2 separate regions of the Anas platyrhynchos genome follow, and region 2 is linked to region 1. The links are chromatin contacts, called in public Hi-C maps. All regions are on one chromosome and are shown on one strand. Each heading gives the region's core, a stretch centred on a gene start, on an enhancer-like site or on the middle of the called end of the contact. The rest is flanking DNA. Distances are from core to core; before and after follow the strand shown. Region 1 overlaps TSC22D1 (TSC22 domain family member 1). Region 2 holds the start of TSC22D1 (TSC22 domain family member 1).

Region 1 (3,821 bases), core at 680-3,179:
GACTGCAGAAATTCTGATTACCCAGCGTCTGGAATTGAATGCTCCGCTAGCGGGAGATTAACCCAAATATTAGTTAGGCAGGTTTTCTAAGCGCGGAGCTTCACAAAGTCTAGGGCCGCCCACACAGCCATATGCCGAGCTCCTATCGGGCGTTCCCGATGCAAGCTGCCTGCTTTTTCGGTTGGATCTTCCCCCCATCACGAAGGATTCGTCACCTGCCGGGGTTTTGGGGAAGCTGTGGCCCCGCTGTTGGCAGCCTAAAGCTCAACAGGCGCAGAGACTCCAGCACAAGAGGATATAAAACAGAGGCTGTGCAAGAGGATATGCAGCAGATTTAAGCCGCTTTTGCACAAACACTGACCTGTTAGCATCGTTTCTGGGGCGGTTTTAGGGCCGAGAACATCTCTTTTGGGTTGAGCACGGGAGAGGAAGCTCTAGTTCACTGGTAAAGTCAGCACTGTAACAGCTGAGGTGGGGGGAGGAAGGTGGCGAGCAAGATGCCATACCCAGCAAGTGGAAGTGGGCAGCCAAACAGTATTACTACTTCTTAAAAAAGGGGAAAAAAAAGTTTTAAAATCCTAAAATATATGGTTAACAGCAAGAATCACAGCTAGGCAGAGTAAGACTGAGAAGAAAGGACAACTCCCTACTCCTCCAGCCTTACAAATGTCCTCTGGAACACTGCATGTTGAGTTTTAAGGAGCTCCCAGGAGAATTAATCCCCTACTTGCAAGAGTTTTATGAAATACACACATTTTGTATTATTAAGACAGCACCTGGAGCCATACAGGGCTGGAGCCTGCTAACAACGCGCTACAAATCAAGGCTGTATTTCCACAGGTGAAAACATCAAGTATTACAAAAACTGCTTTTACTTACTCTGAACTTTTCCAGGGAGAGTGGGGGAATACAGGAGGAAATGGTACAAGGCAGACAAGACCCTTTAAACACACTAAGCATGCTCACTGAGATCAGCAGCCACAGGTTTGGGAATCATCATTAAAAAAAGCAGATTTTTCAATAGTAACAGTAGGAAGGGAAGCAACGCAGATGCCATCAGTGTCAGTTGAGAATTACTCACACACTGATGAGGCTCAGGGCTAATTTCGGTATTAGAAAGCAATCATGTCAAATTTGTCCTGGTTTAATTCCATTACTGAAGCAGTATTCAATTTGGTCCGACTCGTCGAGAGCTGGCACATCCACTTAGGGCAGAACTGGGATATGCCAGTAACAGCAACAAAAAGAAGCCCTTCAAGAAGGTACCTGGATATTTACAGAGCAGTTATGCACAGCCTGAAGTTCTCTGAATTAAACAGTACAGCAAGAGCTAGGAGAACTTCATCGGTTTCAGTGCTGGCGGTCAGAGAAACATGAACTTAAAACCCCCTAGTGAAACCCATCATGGTTTCACTGCTCAGAGATGACTAACGCAACACGGCCAAGCATCCCATACACCCCTGTCAACTTTTTAATGATTTCTGTGTGCAGCTTCTCCTTCCACATAAAATCAGAAGTACAGTACTTAGTCCAAAGTGCACATATAACGCAAAAACAGAAGCCTTTAAGGCTCACAGACCATTTCCTAGTCTCACTTACACTTTCAGACTCGTTTTAAAAGGCAACGAAAGAGATGACCTCAGTAAATTGCGGTTCCTTTATTGCAACGACTGATTTGCTAAGAAGTTTTCTTTGGTCTGCCTCATGTCAAATAAACTCTAGAAAAAGGACTGTGGGAGAATAAAAAGCTCCAGCCTCGGCTGCGTTCGTGCAATTAAAAAGTTACAGCCAGGCCGTGTAAGATGTTCCCCCAGTAATGTCTCCGCAGAGGCAGAAAGCATGTATTTCTGCATGCTAAGCACCATCTGCAAGCAATAAGCTTCCCTATCTTCCCCTGGCCTCCAGGAACGTGAATAATAACCTTTCACACAGAAGATACACAGCGAGGGAGGGGAAGATAAGCCCGGCGTACTTGTGTTTACCCTACCGAGTCCTGCACAATCCTTACAGAGTTCTTGGGAAAAGCCTCTCTGGGAAACCTGTCTCGCCTCTCCTTGTACACATCCCGGCTTCATCTCTCTTTTCTGACATGCTGAAACAAAGAAGGGTTTTGGTGTGAAACAGAAGATGAACGAGGAAGAGAGGAGAGCCCTGAATCTCCAACTGGGATGTCAGCACATCCTTCCTCTGAGCCAGCGATGCCGGAGAAGCACGTGCTCAGAGGCAGCAGGTACCCCGTAATTTAGGCATCCAACACAAGCCAGCTCTGCCTACCAGAAATACCAACACGCCCTCCACGAGCCCATCAGCTGGGAGAGGACAAAGTGAGACGGGTTCCTAAAAAAGGCAAGGCACCACGAGTTGGTGGCGGCAGACGGAGCCCGTTAATCCCCAGGGAAGGAGCACGATGCCCGTGAGAAGACAGCAGATGCGATGCGAGAGGTGTAGCTGCTCCCATGCCCTCCCCACCAACAGGAAATTAAAGCGGTGTTAACGAATCCTCTTGAGCTCTGAGACGAAGGAGAGGTCCTTTTATGAAAATCTTTTTATAGACGGCTTCAGGACTCAAAAGCATCTCCTCAAAATAGACGTCTGGAATCGAGGCTCTTGTAAATACAATAAAAAAAATAGGAGAGGCACTTCAGCATTCAAATCCACTTCTAAAGCAAAAGTGCCTCAATATTTTCACTTTTTTTCCCCTCCAGTGGGATCTTCGGTCTTATATACTGCTATGGCTGTGACCAAGATATTTGAACTTTAGAAACTGCTGAAACAATCAAGTTGCAGGTCGGATAATTCATTTCATCACCAATGCTAGCATGGAAAAATCAACATCCCTCAAGTCCTAGCCCACTTTATTCCAAATTTTCCCGAGCTACCCCTCAGGTTCTAGGCCACTAAGGGAAGTTTTGTGTTGCTTTGCAACCACAGAAAACCTCATGTATAAAAAGAAATGTACAAATACGTGTTCTAAACCAAGCTCACCCACTTCTCGATATTCATTAACAGCAGCATTTAATCTCTGAAGTTGGTGAGGGATCTGCTTTTCATCACTGCAGTGGTTACCATGAGCACGCAGATTCAGCACTTCTACATGTATTTAAGCATCACCATTTGAGGTGGATGCACAACTGCAAGACAGCAGCCCCCACAAAGGGGTTAAAAATCCACACTGCTGACATGAGCCATCTCTTTCACTTAAACGCGAGCCAGTGGTCACCAAAACCACGTTAAGGCTTGATTTAAAAATGAAAGAATTAAGTGACTTAATGCCTTGTTAAGCAGTCTGCGCTTGGTATTTAAACCTCGACAGGGTAAGAGCATTCAGGTCAAGTCAAAAAAGCAGCACACAGGAGTGACAGATGGCCAAAAAAAGCTTCCTACAGCCATGCCTAATGACAAAGGGGTACCACTGCTGCAGGAACAGACCATCAGGGTCAACGTCAGTGCAAAGTCTTTAAGGGCGAGGGACGTGGAGCATAGTTACAGTGTGAAATGCTGGAAAAAAATATTCTAAAGGTCTCATCTATTTAATGATGAGGTGCTGGTTTTGATGGAGTTTCAAGTCCGAAGGAAGAAATTTAAGGTGAATCCTCAATGCTGCTTACAAAAGGGATATCCTGCACCAGCACTACCAGTGTAGCTTGGACACAAAACATACCTGATGCTCCAACATGCCCTCACAGGAGCCTGAAGTCAATATAAATTCATGCTTAGCTTATTGAACACTTTAGAAGTGTACACAGAGGAAACAGAGGAAAGGTTTTGAAGCTGTAGAGAGCAGCCGTCTCTCCCACAACGTCCTTGCTTTAAAAATAGTC
Region 2 (3,821 bases), core at 460-2,959, 44 kb after region 1:
GGCTGGTTTGGAGAAACAGCCCCAGGAGTCTCTGCCTCCTGGAAGTTATTTAAAGTCTCTTCAGAGGAGCTCCTCTCGGGTTCTCCCAAGTCAGTGGCCCTGGATAAAGAAACATCCAAGATTTCTGAAGAGGACAGGTCTTCAGTGTGGGACTCATCCAGGTCATCGTAGCTTTCGGTGTCTTCGGCTATGCTGTTATTAGAGCTCATGCTAGCCGATATTTGAGCAGGGGTCACGCTGGTAATCTGGAAGCCACTTTTCTTCTTCATCTGAGCTCCAGCCTGCGCGAGAGGCTGTGGCTGGAGCTGAGACTGCGAGAGGAGGTTCAGGCTTTGTGGAGGAGGGGGTGTCGGCTGTGGACCCGCCGCCGCCACCGCCGATGCTGCAGGAGATGGAGGCGGCGGCTGGACCAGCAAGGGCGGCTGATAATCCTCGGCGGAGAGGGCAGCGCTCCCGCCGCCGGTACCTGGTGCAGTGGGAGCCGTAACGCAGCTGCTGCCGCTGCTACTGCTGCTGCCCCTTCTAGGAAACATCGCCGGGTGCGCCATCTTCCTAGCACTAATGTCTGCGGCTGAGTCAGGCTGGTGCATTGTATCGGGCGGATTTTAAGAGCGCGGTCCCCCGGTACGGAGAGAGACAGACAGACAGACAGACACACGCACAGTTAGCTGGGCGGCAGGGCACAGACACCGCACAGACCCCCCTATAACCCCCCCTATAACCCCCCATACCCCCACCACCACCACCACCACCCGCAGCGCAGGGGCTGAGCCGCCTCAGCACCGCCGCTCTCCTCCCCCTCTCCTCCTGCACAGGGAGGGGGCGAGCACCAGCCCTGGATATGACACTCCCCAACCCCCCCACACCCCTTTTACCCCCTCAGGACCCCCTCACACCCCCCCCAATCCCATCCCACCGCCACCGCCGCCACCACCACCACCACCACCACCACCACCAACCTCCCCCGGCCCCTCCGGCGAGGGGAGGCGATGCCCGCCTCAGCCCGGCCGAGCCCCTTCCCCTTCCCCTCATGGAAGCCGGCAACCGGCAGAACCGCCCCTCCGGCCCTGCCTGCGGCCAGGGGAGGAAGAGGAGGAGGAGGAGGAGGAGGAGGAAGGCGCGGATACGTACGGGACCGGCGGCAGCGGCAGGCAGAGCCGGGCAGGGCCATCCCCGTCAGTGGCAGCCATGGAGCTGAATCATTTTGGGGAGCCGAGAGACGGCAGCGGCAGCAGCAGGAGGAGGAGGAGGAGGGAAGAAAAGCGGCAGCCCGGCGAAGAGAGCAGGGAGGGAGGGAGGGAGGGAGGCGGGCGGGCAGCCGCTCTCCCCTCCCTCCGTGTCTGGCTGCCTCCGGGGGAGGCTCCGCTCCGCTCCCTCTTCCTTCCCCCTCCGCCTCCTCCCCCTTTATAACACCCGCTCGCCCTCCGCACAGCCCCTCTCCCCTGCCTGCTCTCCCCCGGCCCCTCGCCGAGCCCGGCGGGGAGGAGGAGGAGGAGGAGGAGGAGGAGGAGGAGGCGCTGCGCGGGGCCGCAGGGGGTTGGGCAGCGCTGGCCCTGAGGGGAGGGCAGCCCGCAGACGGCGTAAGATGGCGGCGGCCGCGCAGGCGCGCCCGGCCCGGCAGACATAAAGCCCGGCTGGCCCGGGGACGGCGCAACTCGGCTGGGCTCGGCTCCGCTCGGCTTCCCCCGGCGGAAATTGCCGAGCGCCGCCGAGCCCCTGAGCGCCGAGGAGGGGCGTAGCGGGGCTGGGGGGATGCGAAATGGCGGCCAGGTGCCGCGGTCCCGCAGCATGACTGTGCCTCACATGACCCGCCTCCCTGCCCCCTCTCCACCATCCGCGGGTTTATTCACGTTATTCATCACCTTCGTCTTCATTCTTCATCCCCTCCCTCGGTCCAGAATGTTCCTGTCGCCCTCCCTCCTCTTCCTCCTCCTCCTGCCTCGCCCGTCCCTTTGTGCCGCCCGGGGTCCCCTCACGCCCCGAAATGGCTGCCGCCCCCCTCAGGCACCCCCATGCCCCACCGGGTGGCAGGAGGGCCCGGGGCTGCCACTGCTCCCTGAGGCGGTGTGGGCGCATCGAGGAAACATACCAAAGCACTCCTTCAAAAAATGGTCACCCTTCACAAGTGTCTTTTTATCATTAAGTGAAATTGAGGTCAAGTCCACCGCAATCTCTCTCTTGCTGTTTCAGCACTGAAGACCTCGTGGCCTTCCTCAGATGTAGCAAAACTCAATGCATCCCTCAGCCATCTCCATCCCCTCCTGGCTTCAGCTCTGCCGTGTCCAAATCTTGGCTTCTCCTCAATCTGGTGCAGCTGCTGTCTGATCCCTGAAGGCACTAGGTGCTTGTGTGATGGCTGAGAGATCTTCCATAGCATCTACAAACCTGCTAGCGTGCCCTGGTGAGCATCCCGCAGGTGGGGAGGTATCTCACTGCAACACAAGCCCAATAGATTCACACCAATTCAATTCACCAAATTCACAGCAATTTCATTGCCCCACCTCTCCTGTCATAAGGACCCTCTCCAGGAGCACTCTCAGAGCTTGCTAAATTGGCTGTCCTGCTTTCCTGCAGAGGGGGAAAGGTTCACACCTTCTCGTCCATTTCTCCAGGTGGATGAAGTGTGCACCTGTGCCAGGAGGGGTGCTTGTGTGTCCCATTTTCTGGCAGCACATCCTCATCTCCAGATGCAATCTTTCATGAGCTGCTGGAGATAGCTCAGTCACCTCTTTGAAATTATTATGGTGTGTGTGGAACAATAAAACGTTTGACTGACTCGGACTAATTCTATAGCTTATTTATGAAAGCCACCACTTAGGACAATCAACAGGACACGTGGGGGAAGAAAAAAAAAAAAAAAAAAAAAGAATTTGGTGTTTACTGCAGTGAATATGTAAATATGTTGTGAAGAGTAGTAGAGCTTTAACAAGAGAATATGGGAGAGTCCAAGCTACTATATCACATAGCTGAGTCATTAGAGTTCTTGTGGGAGATGTAAATGTGAGTTCCTTGAGGCAGAGAGGAGATTTGAGTCTCCCATGTTCAGTGTGTGGTGTTTAATCACTGAGGTACTAAAAATGCTGTTTTTCTAGCTCCGTTTTGTGAAAAGGGTGAGGTTTCAAGGTCACGCACAGTGGGAGTTTCTGCTGCCTGTGCCTGAATCTCAGCCTTCCATCTTGTCTCACCCTGTTAACTAGATTATCCATCTCTCAGTCAGTGTGAGGGACAGGGGTAGCTTTGAAAAAATCCTGATTTTTGCATCCTAATTGCTTTTATATCTGGAATGCAGACGTTCAGCTCAGGTCTCTAGGTACCTGAAATGTAGACTTGCAACTCTTGCTCCTTCCATGTCTCTAGCCTACTGCCTGTATACAGACAATGCTGAGTATTGTGAAGCGATTGGCATGTAATTAAATAATGTTCTGCCTGTTACAAGAACTAGGCAAGATTATGTTTTAGAGCTGACAATCAGAACATATTGAATACCATGCTACCTGAACATGTTGTGAGCCCCATACCAGAAGGCATCTTCATGTGACCCTCACAGATTTCAGGAAAACATCACAAAGATGCCCGTGATCTGTCTACATGGAAATTGATGCAATGCTGAGGCCTTATTGATGAGATACTCATATGCCGAATGCTAAATGTGTGTAAACATTTTTGGGATGAGAGCCTGAGGTTGCAAGCCAACTTCCATTATAAATTCCTGTTCTGTCTGCTTATAACTTTCCCAGAACAATTTCCTTGAGGAATTAAGCCTTCTATGATTAGTCCCAGCACAAAGATATTTTTTTGAATGTTTGAACAAAGGCCAACTA

What was found. Hi-C and Micro-C count contacts between places; a contact is called where the count stands out from the background.
Region 2: a Hi-C map of small yellow follicle shows a contact between it and region 1, with 3 times the contacts expected there. The contact joins the promoter of TSC22D1 here to the enhancer-like site in region 1. A contact is called at or near these places in 5 of 8 Hi-C or Micro-C datasets (F5 follicle, liver, skeletal muscle and 2 more).

Annotation. Positions count from the first base shown.
Region 1 is chr1:176,888,317-176,892,137 of IASCAAS_PekinDuck_T2T, forward strand. The region is part of intron 2 of TSC22D1 (TSC22 domain family member 1); the gene reads right to left. Among named protein-coding and RNA genes, the nearest start is that of TSC22D1, 44 kb to the right of the region's middle. Within about 2 kb of position 1,930, at least 5 of the 8 cell types and tissues checked have an H3K27ac peak or open chromatin away from gene starts, as enhancers often do. A contact at or near this core is called in F5 follicle, small yellow follicle and subcutaneous adipose tissue, where this site is marked.
Region 2 is chr1:176,932,909-176,936,729 of IASCAAS_PekinDuck_T2T, forward strand. It overlaps TSC22D1 (TSC22 domain family member 1), which reads right to left and starts at 1,710. Exons shown (of 4, transcript XM_027472117.3): 1 at 1,132-1,710; 2 at 1-581. The coding sequence starts at 548.